Regions from separate parts of the Sus scrofa genome. Here region 1 is linked to region 2. A link is a contact called in public HiChIP or PLAC-seq data. All regions are on one chromosome and are shown on one strand. The core of a region is the stretch at or near the end of the contact, and the rest is flanking DNA. Distances in the headings are between cores, read along the strand shown.

What was found. HiChIP or PLAC-seq counts read pairs in DNA pulled down with a chosen protein or histone mark.
Region 1: a contact with region 2 is called in an H3K27ac HiChIP or PLAC-seq map of alveolar macrophages. The contact joins the promoter of BHLHE40 here to the promoter of ITPR1 in region 2. A contact is called at or near these places in 2 of 2 datasets of contacts at active chromatin or transcription factors (alveolar macrophages and skeletal muscle).

Annotation. Positions count from the first base shown.
Region 1 is chr13:61,522,772-61,529,699 of Sscrofa11.1, reverse strand. It overlaps BHLHE40 (basic helix-loop-helix family member e40), which reads right to left and starts at 1,688. Exons shown (of 5, transcript NM_001245010.1): 1 at 1,343-1,688; 2 at 1,107-1,176; 3 at 748-855. The coding sequence starts at 1,422. It overlaps LOC106505661 (a long non-coding RNA gene), which reads left to right and starts at 862. Exons shown (of 12, transcript XR_002337646.1): 1 at 862-1,036; 2 at 1,183-1,346.
Region 2 is chr13:61,064,596-61,071,146 of Sscrofa11.1, reverse strand. ITPR1 (inositol 1,4,5-trisphosphate receptor type 1) reads right to left here and starts at 3,016. Exons shown (of 59, transcript XM_021069282.1): 1 at 2,764-3,016; 2 at 1,848-1,923.

The DNA.
Region 1 (6,928 bases), core at 439-2,938, 460 kb before region 2:
GTTAAAAAACAACAAATGAGTGTCACCCATCTTTGGAGGCATTTTGGAAGCAGCAGCTACCTCAGGAGAAAGCTCTGACAGATAAATTTTTCCAGCAGCCTCTGCTGACCTTAACTCAGGGGAATCCGAAGATTACATTTCTCTGCAGTGGTGTCAACCCGAGGAAGGACTTCTACTGTGTCTGGCAGCCAAGAGGCTTTCCCTAGTTTCTTTCCTGACACCCTGTCATAACTTCCAGTTCATCTAAGTTTTTTCTTCCCCCTAAATACTTCTTTTTTTTTCCCTTTCCCCAACCAAAGGCTGTCAAGCTAGTAAGCTGTTGACCATTGCCAAGAAAGGACAGGATGTTTAAAAAAAAAAAAAAATCACACACCCAAACAAGTCCTCTCATTTTAAAAAGAGATGGGGAGGAAAGAGGTTAAGAAAAATTGCAGGTTGCTTGGTTTGCTCAAGTTAGGAAATCAAGAGAACCTTGAAAATCACCAGAACGGTGAGCCTTAAACTCTTGCAAAGGAAGGCCAGCCGGTGTTGGTGCCAACTGGAGAAATACAAACGGTTTTCACCTTATTTGCATGAGGCTGCCAGAAAATTCTGAGGACTGGGGAAGTGTACCCCAAATAGCCACCCAGCAGCTCGAATCCAGCCGTCTGGCCTGCAGTTCCCGGCGGGACCTGCAGGCGGCGAGTGACCCCCGACCGCCCTCTGGGCAAAGGAGCTGGTTTGGAGAAGGGCCAGCTTCTCACTTACTGTAAGTTTGAGATGTTCGGGGAGGAGATCCTTCAGCTGGGCGATGCACTCGTTAATCCGGTCACGTCTCTTTTTCTCGATGAGCCGGTGCGGCAGTTTGTAAGTCTCCTGCAAGGCGCACGGGGAAATGGTGGGCTCCGGAGGAGGAGGATGAGAAGCCCTTTTCCTCCCTTACCCCGCGGCGCGAGAAGAGTAGGGGCAAATGAACAGAGTCACACCCAGAACTACCTTCTTCTCCAAGCCATCCAGGCACGGACCCCGCACCTTGCATACCCCCTCCAACCTCAAAGTGAGAAAAGTTTTCTTGGGAACTCAGTGCGTGCTAGGGGCTGGGGTCCCCAGGGGTCCGGGGCCCTTACCTTGCTGTCCTCGCTCCGCTTTATTCCCCGCCTCGACTTGTACACTTGATACATGTGGGCAAAATCCATCCTGCAGGGAGAGGGACGAAGAAGGGTCGTGACTTTGCCTGCGCACCCGCTGCAGGAACCCTGGCGGGCATGAACCCGCATATGCGCCCAGAGCGATTCCGAGTTGAAAGTCGCTCAGAACGCAGGACTGGAGTTGAGGCTTGAAGGGGCCGGGGGTGTCAACTTACCCTGGTAGGTCTCCAGGCTCCAGTCCTGGTGCTTTGGGCAGGCAAGCGGGGGGCGGCTGCGCGCTGGGTATCCGCTCCATGGCGCGGCGAGCCGGGGCCACTGTGCGCTCCTGTCTGCAGTGGCAGAGAGTCCGGTGAGGACTGTCCTGGAGAGGTTTCGAGGGGTCTCTCCTCAGGAGTTCCTCTGAGTCTGAGCTCCCTGAAATCCTCCGGCTGCCCGGAGCTTCGGCTTTGAGGTGTTGCTTCAGTTGGGGGCGTGCATGGTGTCCCCGCGGCTTCTGGCTCAGGCTCTGCGCACAGACTGGCGATGTGTGCTCCCTGCGCCGTCTGCGCTGTGCGAGCCAAGTGAATGAGAAGTGGGGCGGGCGGGGAGGCGGGAGGGAGCGGGGGGGGGGCGGTTAGGGTGGAGTGGGGGGGTGGGGGGAGAACGAGCCGAGGAGTAATGGAGAGGCTGCGGGCTGGGTTAAATGGGAGCGAGTGGGTGGGTTGGAGCTACGTGTTCTACCCTGTGACTCCAGGCACGTCTGGCCGCTGCCGGGGAGGGAAGGAGCGACCTGCCCGCCCTCCCCCGGCTTCATCACATGAGTCTCACGTGTTGGACAACGCTCCCGCGGCTGCGAGGGAGCCCCCACCCCCAGCTCCGGCCCCCAGGTGTCTGCGGCTGCCTTTCCCCGAAGAGGGGGTGGCAGCGCGGCCTGGGTCCTGCCCAGCCGGGTGGGGGGCGCGGAAGCTGGAAGGGCCCGGGGAGCCGGGGGGGGGGGGCAGGGAGGGGAGGTTGGTAACGTGGGCGAACCTGCCCCAGGGAAATGAAGTAAGTTCCCGTCTCCTGGGAGGGAAGGGGGAGGACGGATCCGCCCGCCTCTGACTCAAGCCGGGAGAGGAATATCCCCTCGCTCGCTCCAGCCCAACCCGTTTCCTCCTCCCCCCGCGCGGTCCGCTCGGAGGAACCAGCGCTCAGCCGAGGGAGTCGCCCGGCCCCCCTGCCTTCCCCAGGGGCTGGGGTTTCTTTCGGTGCCGGCTTCCCTGCCCCCACCCTCCAGCCCAGAGTCCAGGAATCGCCCGACGTGGGGAGGGGCCGAGGGGCGGGGCGGATGTCACCCCATGGGAAGCGGGCTGGCAGCCAAGCGCAGGGGCAGCCGAGGCCGCCGCCGAGCACGCTCTGCGCACCTGATCCGAGAGGCTGCGTGCGGCGGGCCCCTGGCTCCCCCGGAGTTCCGCTCCCGGGCACAGCCTGAGCGCTGGCGGGCACCCACTTGCCCACCCCCCAGGGTGCTCCAGAGTACCCCCCCCCCGCGCGCCTTGGACTAGTCAAGCACAGAAAGATACCCGGCGCGGAGCCCTGCGTTCCCTCCCTTCTCTGCCCCCACCGGAGCGGAGGCGCTCGGGTCGCCTCCCCTCGGGCTGCAACGTTACACAACCGTGGCGGCGGCGCCTGCCCTGCAGCAGCGCGGGGCGTGACACTTCACGTGGCCGGAGCTCGGGCCGCAGCGTCCCCGACTTCGAGCCCCTCTGCCCAGACCGGGGGACGGAGAGCCCCGGGCCGGTGTGGCCCGCCGGAGTCTGCCGTCTCCCTCCCTCCGGGAACTTCGGCGGTGCCGTGTGGGATCCTCACCCGGAGATGGAGGAAAGGGAGAGAGACTAGGAAAAACTATCTGCCCTTCACAGTGACATCTTAGCATTCATTCATTCTACACGCATTTGTTGACTTCCCTACCCTGTGCCAGGCATTGTCCCCGTTGCTAGACACACCGTGGGGGAATCCAACGCAGATTCTGCCCTTGAATTTACAGGAACCTCTGGGAAGATAATACCTTGGGCAAGGCAGCCCTGGAAAACGATATCGGTGCCATTGGTGGACAGAGGAAAAAAAGATAAAGTGTTTTTGTTTTGGGGGGTTTCCTACTAAAAATGGTATTTAATGCTAACCAAGACGCCTGGGTAGAGGAGGGATGAGAAGTTAACACACTGCCCGGAGCTTGGGGCAGAAAGGTCTCTTCCCAGCGGCCCGAGATCTCCGCAATTTCACTTAGGTCGCCTGAGGCCCCCACCTACCTTCCCCGGAAAAGTCCGGCCTCTGTGACCTTCTAACTCAGCCTGGAGCAAGGAAAACAGCTGAAACTCCAAGCGCGCGGCGTGAGCATCGCTGATGCAGTCAGAGGAGGGAGCCAGTGGAAATTCATGACTAAAATAAGGCCTGGCTGGGGATTTCACTGACCTCTACGCTGCCCTGCCCTGCAAGTTCGGGGAGTTGAGAGATGACTGTAAGCCTTTCCCACTGCGCCTCGGGTCAGTCACCCCGCTGCTGAGTGACCTGGCTGTGGGAAGGCTTGAAAAAGATGGGGTGAGACCCGTGAAGATTAGCCTAGAGTGCAGTTTGGGTGGGTGGGTGTTGGGGAAGGGGGAGGGTGGTCAGTATTAATTGGCAGTGTCCTTGACAACCTAAAGAACTGGGATTCACACGTTGACCAGACTGGGAGTGGATTTCCTTCAGGTCGCTTTGGAGAGTTCCCACTTCCTGTTTATGTTTCGCAAGCGTCAAATTCATTAGCAAGTGTGAGAAATGCCTCCTTTTCTAACTGCTAACTGGCTGACCTCACTGGGGCCGGGGTAGGGGGTGGGGGGGGTGCGGATTGGGGGCTCAGCATTCCTCCTTTCTGGAATGTACCTTCGTGGCTTTTGTTATCAGCCATCTCTCTGGGGGCAGTGACAGCGGAGGCACCGAAGCTTCCTGCCGGGAGGTGGGCCGCAGAACCCTGGGCAGGAGGGCACTGGAGTCTGTCCTGGGTTTGTGCTTTCAGTCTAGGTTGACCTGCTCCATTGTGAGACTTTAATAAGGGTGGAGAGTTGTTCTGACTGTGCCCAAACCACAATTCCACCAGGAAATAAGCACTGGGGAAGGAACACATGTCCCCTCATTGTCACTGCACCCCCCCATGCCAAGAGTGAACCCAGACAGTTCAGATTCTTAGAATGCTTTGAAGTTATCAATACTTTGTGCCCTTACCTGACCTACAACTGGAAGTAACAGTCATTTCCTACTTATTTGTTCCAAGTGCAATTTGTCACAAATCATCCCCATCCTACCAAAGTTTGACCGTATCCAGATGTTATATTATTTTTGATGTTTTCTTCTCTCAATAGCTTATGATGATGCTTTATTGATTTAAACAAAATAATGCCTTTCCCCAGTGCATCTTTCCATCCTGAAGAATCTTAATATTTCCATTCGTTGCTTTTTGTAGATATGTGTTTAGTGCTTACCATATGCTAGTTTTTAGACTATATGTAAAAATATTGTGTATGTTAATTTACTCCTTGCCACCACCTTATAAGGTGCGTATTAGCTCATTTTCACATTCACCACATATTTATTGAAAACCACTAGGTGTAGAGCACTGAACAAATCCTAGGAATATGTAATGTGTCCTCTAGAGGAAACTGAGGTTCAGGGATGTTAAATTACTTGCCCAGGTTATAGAACCTGAAATTAAATCTGGAACTAGACCCCAGGTTTGCTGGGCTCCAAAGCTTGTGCATTTAATCACTAAACTTATTGCTTGTAGCTCTCCAGATTGTACGCTGCTCAACTCCAGGGGGCGCCATTCACATTGCAGTCTGTCTGAAACTATCCTCTAGAGTTGTGTGATGCAGCTCTGAGCAGTTGCACTGGGTAATCCTGATATTTTATAGCCCTCTCCTCTGTTTGTCTCTTCTAAATGTAGATAGAAGAAAATTTTGTTCAAGGAAGGACAAAATTTTTCCTTTCTTTACTGGTGAGGCTCAACATTCTGATGGTATAATGCTGTGTGTTGGAAAGGGTTAGGCAGGCCTTTACTAGCAGGAAGTTAGAGCCCACAGCCCTGTGCACCTACCCACTCCTTTTTGCTCAGATATCATATAACTTTTTGCCTGTTGATGGTGCCTCAGAATTTTTTTAATCACAGATGACAGTAACGAATATATTTTACATCATGACTTCCACACACACACAAACACACACACACCCTTGTAGTAAATTTAAACATAGGGCAGCCAAGGCTTGGTTGAGTTGTAGTAATGTGACCACTTTTCTCTCTTAAGAGAGTAACCATTGCTCACTTGAAAAAGTTAAACCTTTTAGGAAGATGCCAGCCCAATGTATTTCAAACAAGAAAATTTACAAAATAATATCCCTTTGATATATTCATTCTGAGTCTCTAGAAAAATAGTAAAAATATATTGTGCTTTACTTACTAAATTGATTTTACAGTCCACAAATAAATCCTGACCTATGGTTTGAAAACATGGTCTACATTAGAGACAGTGGTGTCGTTTTGGCTGGTCCCCACTAGAAAGAAATCAATAGCACCTGCACACTTGCAGGTCTTACAAATTACTTATAAAATAAGATGTTAGTCCCAGTTGAATTCAATGGTATAAATGTCTCCTTTCAGGATATCTTTGCTTTATGCTCAGTTGTAGGAGTAAAATATTCAGAGTTTTGTCAATGTGTGTAGTATTATGTGTTGGTAAGATGTAGTTCCTTCATCCAATTTAGGAAGTCTTCTGCTATTGCTATTTTGCTGACTTTATCATAAAAGTGTGTTGAATTTGTCAGATAATTTTTTTGAATCCAAGGAGATAAAAAGAAAAAGCTCTTCTTTTTCATTCTGTTAATATCATGAAGTACAGTTTTCTTCGTGTTCAGTCAACCTTGAATTCCTGGAGTAAGCCCATCTTGATCAGTGTGGTATCCTTATTTTTATTGCTAGATTTGATTAGCTAATAATAATAAATGATAAGTATGTTCATGTCTATGCTTGTGAAGGGTATACACCTATAGTTTTTCTTGTAATCTTTGTCAGGTTTTAGTATCAAAGTGATGCTGGCCTCATAACACAATTTGGGAAATATTTCACATCTTTTCTGAAAAATCTCATGTGGGGTTGGTACTCTGTCTTTCTCAAATAATTAGAGAAGCTATCCAGGTTTGGAGTTTTCTTGAAGGAAATATTTTTGTCATGAATACATTTTAATAGGTTTCAGTCTATTTAAAATTTTTATTTCTTCTTCTATCAGTTTTTGTGGTTTTTTTTTTTTTTTTTTTTTTGTCTTTTTGCCATTTCTAGGGCCGCTTCTGCACATATGGAGTCCATATGTTCCCAGGCTAGGAGTCCACTCGGAGCTGTAGCCACCAGCCTACACCACAGCCACAGCAACGCGGGATCTGAGCCATGTCTGCAACCCTCACCACAGCTCACGGCAACGCCAGATCCTCAACCCAATGAGCAAGGCCAGGGATCGAACCCACAGCCTCATGTTCCTAGTCAGACTAGTTAACCACTGAGCCACGACGGAACACCCCTTCTATCAGTTTTAGTAATTTTTTTCAAGACATTTTTCTATTTCATTTAAAGTTGTCAATAGATTGGTATAGTTTGATCCTTTTAATGTCTATGTGATCTATAGCGATAAACCCTTTTTACTTCGATTTAATTTTTTTGTTAATTTTTTTCTTTCCTTTTTTCCCTTGATCATCTTGCCAAGAGACTTATCAATTATAGTAGTATTTACAATATCCAAATTTTGTTTTGTTGATTTTTTTCA
Region 2 (6,551 bases), core at 1,767-4,266:
TCAAAAAGCAGATTATATTTTCAACACATACATACATGCGCAACTGAAAGTAAGAAACGAAAAAGAAAATTGGCCACAAAACAAACTGAAGGGTGTATGAAAAGATATTAACATTTCACAGTTTAGATTCACTGCAATTTAAACTTTCAAATTATTCAGATGGAGAAACACCTGATCCATTTAACCTGCTCAGATATCTTGATGTAGATGATCAAGATGGATCTCAGGTATGGGATAAACCTAATGCAGACCTTAGCCATTGTTCCTTGTTGTTTGGCTTGGTTTCTTTTCCTCTCCTCTTGCAGGCTTTCAGCACATAGCATTCCAAAATGAATTCGGTACCACCCCTAAGACCTCCTCAGATAACCACAGTCTTTTTATTCCTACATCTGTGGCTGCATCGTTTTCCTCTTACATCAGGGTAACTTTGCTCAATGGTGGGACACAAGCAAGAGTTATATCATCCACAGCAATAAATTTACCATTTTTCCTGGTTTTTTTTCCTCATTCTCCCCCACCTTAGGTGCACTGGTGGGAAACAGTGGAGTCCCACAGCCTGGTGTTCCCCCTCCTGTGCTGTGTGCTAACTAACAGGCAAGTGTTTTCACTCTCCAAACTTCAGCTTCTTCACCTGGACCTGATTCAACAGGGTTTCTGTGATGTCTGACACGGGACCTGGCTTATAAGTACTTAATTGTATTATTATTATTATTTTTAGCAACCAGTCATAGAAGAGTTAGTGGACCACTTTCCCCGGACTGCAGCTTACTCTGAAGAGGAGAACTAACCCCAAGCCTTGGCCTTATGAGTGCCCACGTAGCCATGCGATTCAGGAGAACTCCAAGAAGGAAGTAGACCTCACACATCCAAATGCTTCCCACTCCACCAGCACTCCTGAGGATCTTATCAACAGGAAACAAAAGCACAGTACTACTATAATGAAGTGTCTGACTTTTCTAATTAGCAAAGCCCAAAGATTGTAGCCCAGGGAACAGCTAAATATTTAGAAGCGATCATGAAGACCCAGTCCCCCAAAGGATCTGTTGATCCTGTTCCTGACCGTTTCAGAAGAAAAAACTTTTGATGCTCAATTCTGCAGCAACGGGGATGTATGTGCACCAGTTAAAATCTCCCTCTATTCAACTGCAGTCTGAACATCTGGGGGAGGAAGGCATAGGAGCTGCTTCTGTTTACAAATAAACAGCTCTCAGCTAATAACCCAGGACAGGCATCTAAACCATAGCGATCCACCAGATTCCTTGACATTCAAGTGGCTTCAAGTCAAGGGCTGGAGGCTACTATCTTATGCTTCAAGAACTTCCCTTTTTAAAGTTCTAATTCTTTCAATTGGCCAGCAACCACTTTCATTTCTTGCAAGCAAACCGACCCTGATTAAACACCCATTCACAGTAAGAAAAAAGAAAGTGACTATTTTTGAAAGAGGCAGGCAGATAATTTTTGCTTACATATCTTGGCAGATGAAATGCACTGCATCCTTCAGAATTTAAATCTTCAGCACACCACCTGGCAAGTTCAGTTCTCAGGTCACCAATGGGCATCCCTTGTACTGCTCCATTTAATGTTGTTGTGAGGGTTTTTCTTCCCTCCTGTCAGAAACCTGGCTGCTTCACTTCTGAGCCAGGACCAAAAGCCCTAGGCAGGACCATCCCCTGGTTATCATCAGCTCCCTAAAGCCCTCATCCAAGGTGGTGACAAATTTTGGAGACTGAGCCATGGAATTTCCCTTTCTTTCCTGCTCCCCTTCTCCATGGCTCTTTAGAGAGAACTTAAAATAGGCTAGGACAAAAACTTATTATGGACTACAGCTCTAAGGCTTCCACACTTACCTGACCCAGGTCAGGCACTCTGTTGCCAAAACACGCCCAGCCAGGGGTGCGAGTCCTGTTCCTCTGTAGTCAGCTCCTGCATATTAAGAAAGAAGACTGAATATAAGATTGGCTGATGATGAGTCCCTAATAGAAATTCTCAAATTCCACACTTCCACTTTCTTTAGGCTCTTTCCTGGAGGGACAAACCCCCTCCCACCTACATACACACACACAGGGCCACCGCCACCGCCAAATTTGACGGGTGTGTTGGTGGGATCAAGAGGTGAAGGTTACAGGTAACTTCGCCTATTTGTTTCTAATATGTAACTGATAAGTGAGACTAGGAACGCACAAACTTCCAGTGTGCCGGGAAGATCTGAGACTAAGGGAAGTGTTTGGCAGATCCCAAAGCACTTGTTTCCCGGAGCGAAGGCCAAGTATCTGAAGCCCGCATCCTCATCGGGCGTGAGCTTCGTCCACACTTGGTCCTTCACCGCTCCTCGGGTTTTCTTCCGTTTTTTAAAACCCTCTTCACCGGGACCCCCAAATGCATTATTCTCCCAACCATGCAGCACGAGGGAGGGCTACATTTTAAGAAAGATTATTTCCTTGAGCGGACTCACAGAGGACATCCCCACGCCCCCCCCCCCAAAAAAAAAAAAACTATTTCCTGCAGCTGCTGCAACAGTTTCCAACTTGGGGGAATGCCATTCCAATCCAGAATGGGTAGTCCTCAAAGCCAGGCGATGGAGTTGAGAATTTTTTTTTTAACCTCAAATGAACCCCCCCCCAAAACGTCCTCAGTAAAAGAACCCCCAAATGCACGCAAGTGCATGCAAATCCACCAAGAACTACCAAAAAGCGAGGCAAAAACTTCTGCGCCCGGGGGGACAGTACCAACTCCCCGCGCCCTCCGCCCGGCCCCAACCTCTACCTTGGTGCCCGGGGAGCCACGCCGGTTTGGGGGAGCAGGGCGAGGAGAGGGGTTAGCGGCTGCTGGGTAATCCCATGTCCGCGAAGAGGGAGCTCGTTCCGTTAGGATGGAAGCGGAACACCCACACCTCCTCTCGGCGTGCGCTTTCTCTCTCTCCACCCTCTGCCTCCTCCTCCACCACCACCACCTCCTCCTCCTCTCCTCCCACCCCAGCAAGCTTGAGGAAACGCTTCAGCAGCACATCCACATGGTTACTGCACTTTGAAGCGGCTCCTGGCAGCTTATATAGGCCGGGAAGCTCCCTGGGCAATGTAGTCCGAGCCCAGGGTCGTGGCGGCGCCTGGGGCCGCGGTGACGAACTACAAGTCCCAGAATCCCATGGGCTACCGGGCTGAGCTCTAAATAGACGCGCGCGGGGACAGGGAGGGGCGTCCTGCCCCGCGCCGAGGCTTCAAACCCGGTTCAGTGCTGGGAGCTGGCTGGACTTGGAGACGGCGACCCAAAACTACCCCTGGAGGGCGCCCCCAACCCTTGGGGACGCTCCTCCTTTGGCTGTCCCCTTTCCCTAGAATCCAGGTGTCCCTGGTAGCAAGGGGCGAGAGGAGCTCGGATTTCTGCTTTGGGAAGTTTTTACAAGCTGTTACCCACCCTCCCCCCGCTTTGAGTACCAGAGCCAAGAATTTCAGAAATCCAGGGCACGAAAAAGCCAGTGTTTGCGGTCAAGGATTAAAGGCGCGAGGTTGTCTTTATTTAATCTGCTCCGCCCGGTTCGGGTTTGCACAGAAAATTAAGTCTGGGAGCAACACTAGCAGGGACGCTGGCAAGTGGCTAGAGAGCACTTTCCTGAACCCGAACTGCATGTGTCTTTCCTCGCCCCGCAGGAGGTATAGAAACTTAAGCCTCTCGGTGTACAAATAAAGGAACCGAGTTTTGACTTGCCAGGGCTGGGATTGGGAAGCAGAAAATAAATACAAACCGCGACCTCGGTCCTGACCCTGCTTCTAGCAGCCCCTCTGCTCCTGGGAGCTGTAAATGCTTAAGTAAATAAACCGCAAACCAGAAAAACAAGGGCTTTGGAATGAGTAGCTTACACAAAGATGCGCGTTCAGGCGGGGTGCCCTCCAGCAGCTCCCACAGGGGCTTCGGGGGCAAGATGGGTTTCAGCTCACTGCTCAGGAGAGCCTGGACGTCCCGGGTTACAATCTGCTTCAGACTCTGGTTTTTGGAAGAAGGGCAGAAGCTAAGTTCGGAGGCCAAGTCTGCCAGATGCCCTCCCTGCCTCAGACGATGTGCGTTCATTGCAGAAACGTTTCCTGAGAATCTACTGGGTGCCAGGCACTGGGGCATGGTAGTGAGCCAAAACCACATCATAGAATTCCGAACAGACACAGCTTGCCACCGCATAGATCTGCTGCAACAACAATGGTAATAATAATTAGGCAGATTTTATTGAGTCCAGACCACATGCACTTTTCATGCTTAAAGCTGTTAAGTTTTAACAACCGTAGGCATATGTATTATCCCTATTTGACAAACGAGGGCTCAAAGAAATCAGGTAACTTCCCAAGATGACACCATAATTTAAGTAGTGCAGCCTGGATTTCAATTCCAGTCTATAAATGTACCAAGTCCTTGTCTTTGGGGAAATCCATCACCACTGCCTTAAACAGCCTCCCTCCGCATTTTAGGAGTAGCCTCTGAGCCCTTGGGCAAGTCATCTTTATCTCTTTGCCCTAGTTTTGCCATCTTAGAGGAAGAAAATCATCACAATTTGCCAACTTCCTCTCAGGATTACTTGATACAGAGTCAACAGTGTTGTGGAACTTCAGGAACAAATTAGGGGAGCACCATGGCAAATAATTATTTCTGACATTATAATGCCAAATCTAATAATAATTACTGAAATTTGCTGGACACATCCCATGGGCCAGGCATTATTCCAAACTTTTTACATATATTATCTCGTCAAATCCTATTAACAAACCACATTTTTTACTTAGGACACTGAGGCACAGAGGGGTTAAGTAATTTTCCTCAAGTCACACAGAGGGTAGGCGTCTGACTCCCAAAACTGGGACCTTAACTACTACCCTCCACAGCTTCCCCAAAGTAAACAAGAGCATTGTATTTTTCTGCTCATATAAGCATGTATATGCATCTGGGAATGGTTATCACATTCACTCTTCTCCCCTCCTCTCTTTCACCACTGTCCTCTGGTCCCTAGGCACTAAAGCCTTATTCCTAATGCCTCAGGCTACCACTCCCATCAGCAAGAATCTCCCCCACCTTGTCACAACAAAGGGGTCCACACCTCTCCCATCTGTCCCCTCTCTTCTTCTCCCCCAGGAAAACAATCTGTTCCATTTCTAAAGGGTTTTTGGCTCTACTAATTCAAACAAATTCAACAAATCAGTCTATGCAAATGTGAGTAGTAAATACTAAAGGATGATTTTTTCCTGTGCTTCTAACTCAGAAACACAGTGGGATTTTTAACATGGGTTTGCTGAATAAAACTTGATGGTGTCTGAAAGCAGGAGTTGGGTGATTTTCATAATAACCATGTAGTGGACACTTGACCTTTAGCTGCTTCCTTCACTGTCTTCCTGCCTAGATCACAAATTTCACTGAAGGCAGGATCTGTATTTTATTTTATTTTATTTTATTATTTTAACAGCTTTTTTTTTTCCTTTTCCTGTCTGTGCCCACGGCATGTGGAAGTTCCTGGCTCAAGGTTAGAACCTGTGCCACAGCAGCGACCCAAGATGCTGCAGCGACAAGGCCAGGTTTTTAACCTGCTACACCACAAGAGAATTCTACAAGGTCTATATTTTATTCCTGCTTATATTCCCTACTGTCCCTAACCCAGCAAGCCTTAGTCCTCTGGGCATTTTTGTAGATATGTTTAAAAAATGTTTTAACATAAGGTGTGTCAGGCATATGGCAGGCTAGATGAACATAATTTTTGAATACACAGATCTTATAGGCCATTTGCATCATAGACAGTTTACCTATGTGTATGAAAAGATCCTATTTCAACATTTTGCAACTGGCCTCAGGTTCTGGAAGCTACTAGGTCACCAGAAAGTAGTTTTGCCACATTTGTCTATGATGATGTATAATGGATGATTGCTGATAAAGTATATCATAATAAAAAGGCCACTGCTCAATTCATTCGCCATTATCCAGAAAGAGAAGGAGGCTTCTTTTTCTTTGCTGTGTGTGTGCGCTTTTTTTTTTTTTCCTGGAAGAATTTTCTAGACATTTTCTTTCCATTACAGTAACCACTAGCCATTTAGGCATTTAAGATGTGGCTAGTTCTAAATGAGATGTGAAGTAGGTATAAAATACACACTAGGAGTTCCCACTGTGATTAAGAATCCAACTGCAGCAATTCAGGTTGCTGCAGAGGTTCAGCCAAGCGCAGTGGGTTAAAGGATCTAACATTACTGCATCTATGGCATAGGTTGCAGCTGCAGCTTGGATTCAATCCCTGGGCAGGTAGCTTCCATATTCCGTAGGTGTAGCCATTGAAAAATTAGTTAATTAATTAAATATGCATGAAACTTCAAACTTAGGACAAAAAAATCAAAATATCTCATTAATAATTTTTATATTGATTGTATGTTCAAATGATAATATTTTGGATAGATTGAGTTAAATAAAGTAGATTATTAAAATTAATTTCACCTGCTTCTTTTTGTTTAATGTATTACTACAATATTAAAAATTACATATAGAGTTTATATTATACACTATGTGACAGAAATGGTCTAGAAAATCAAGTATCT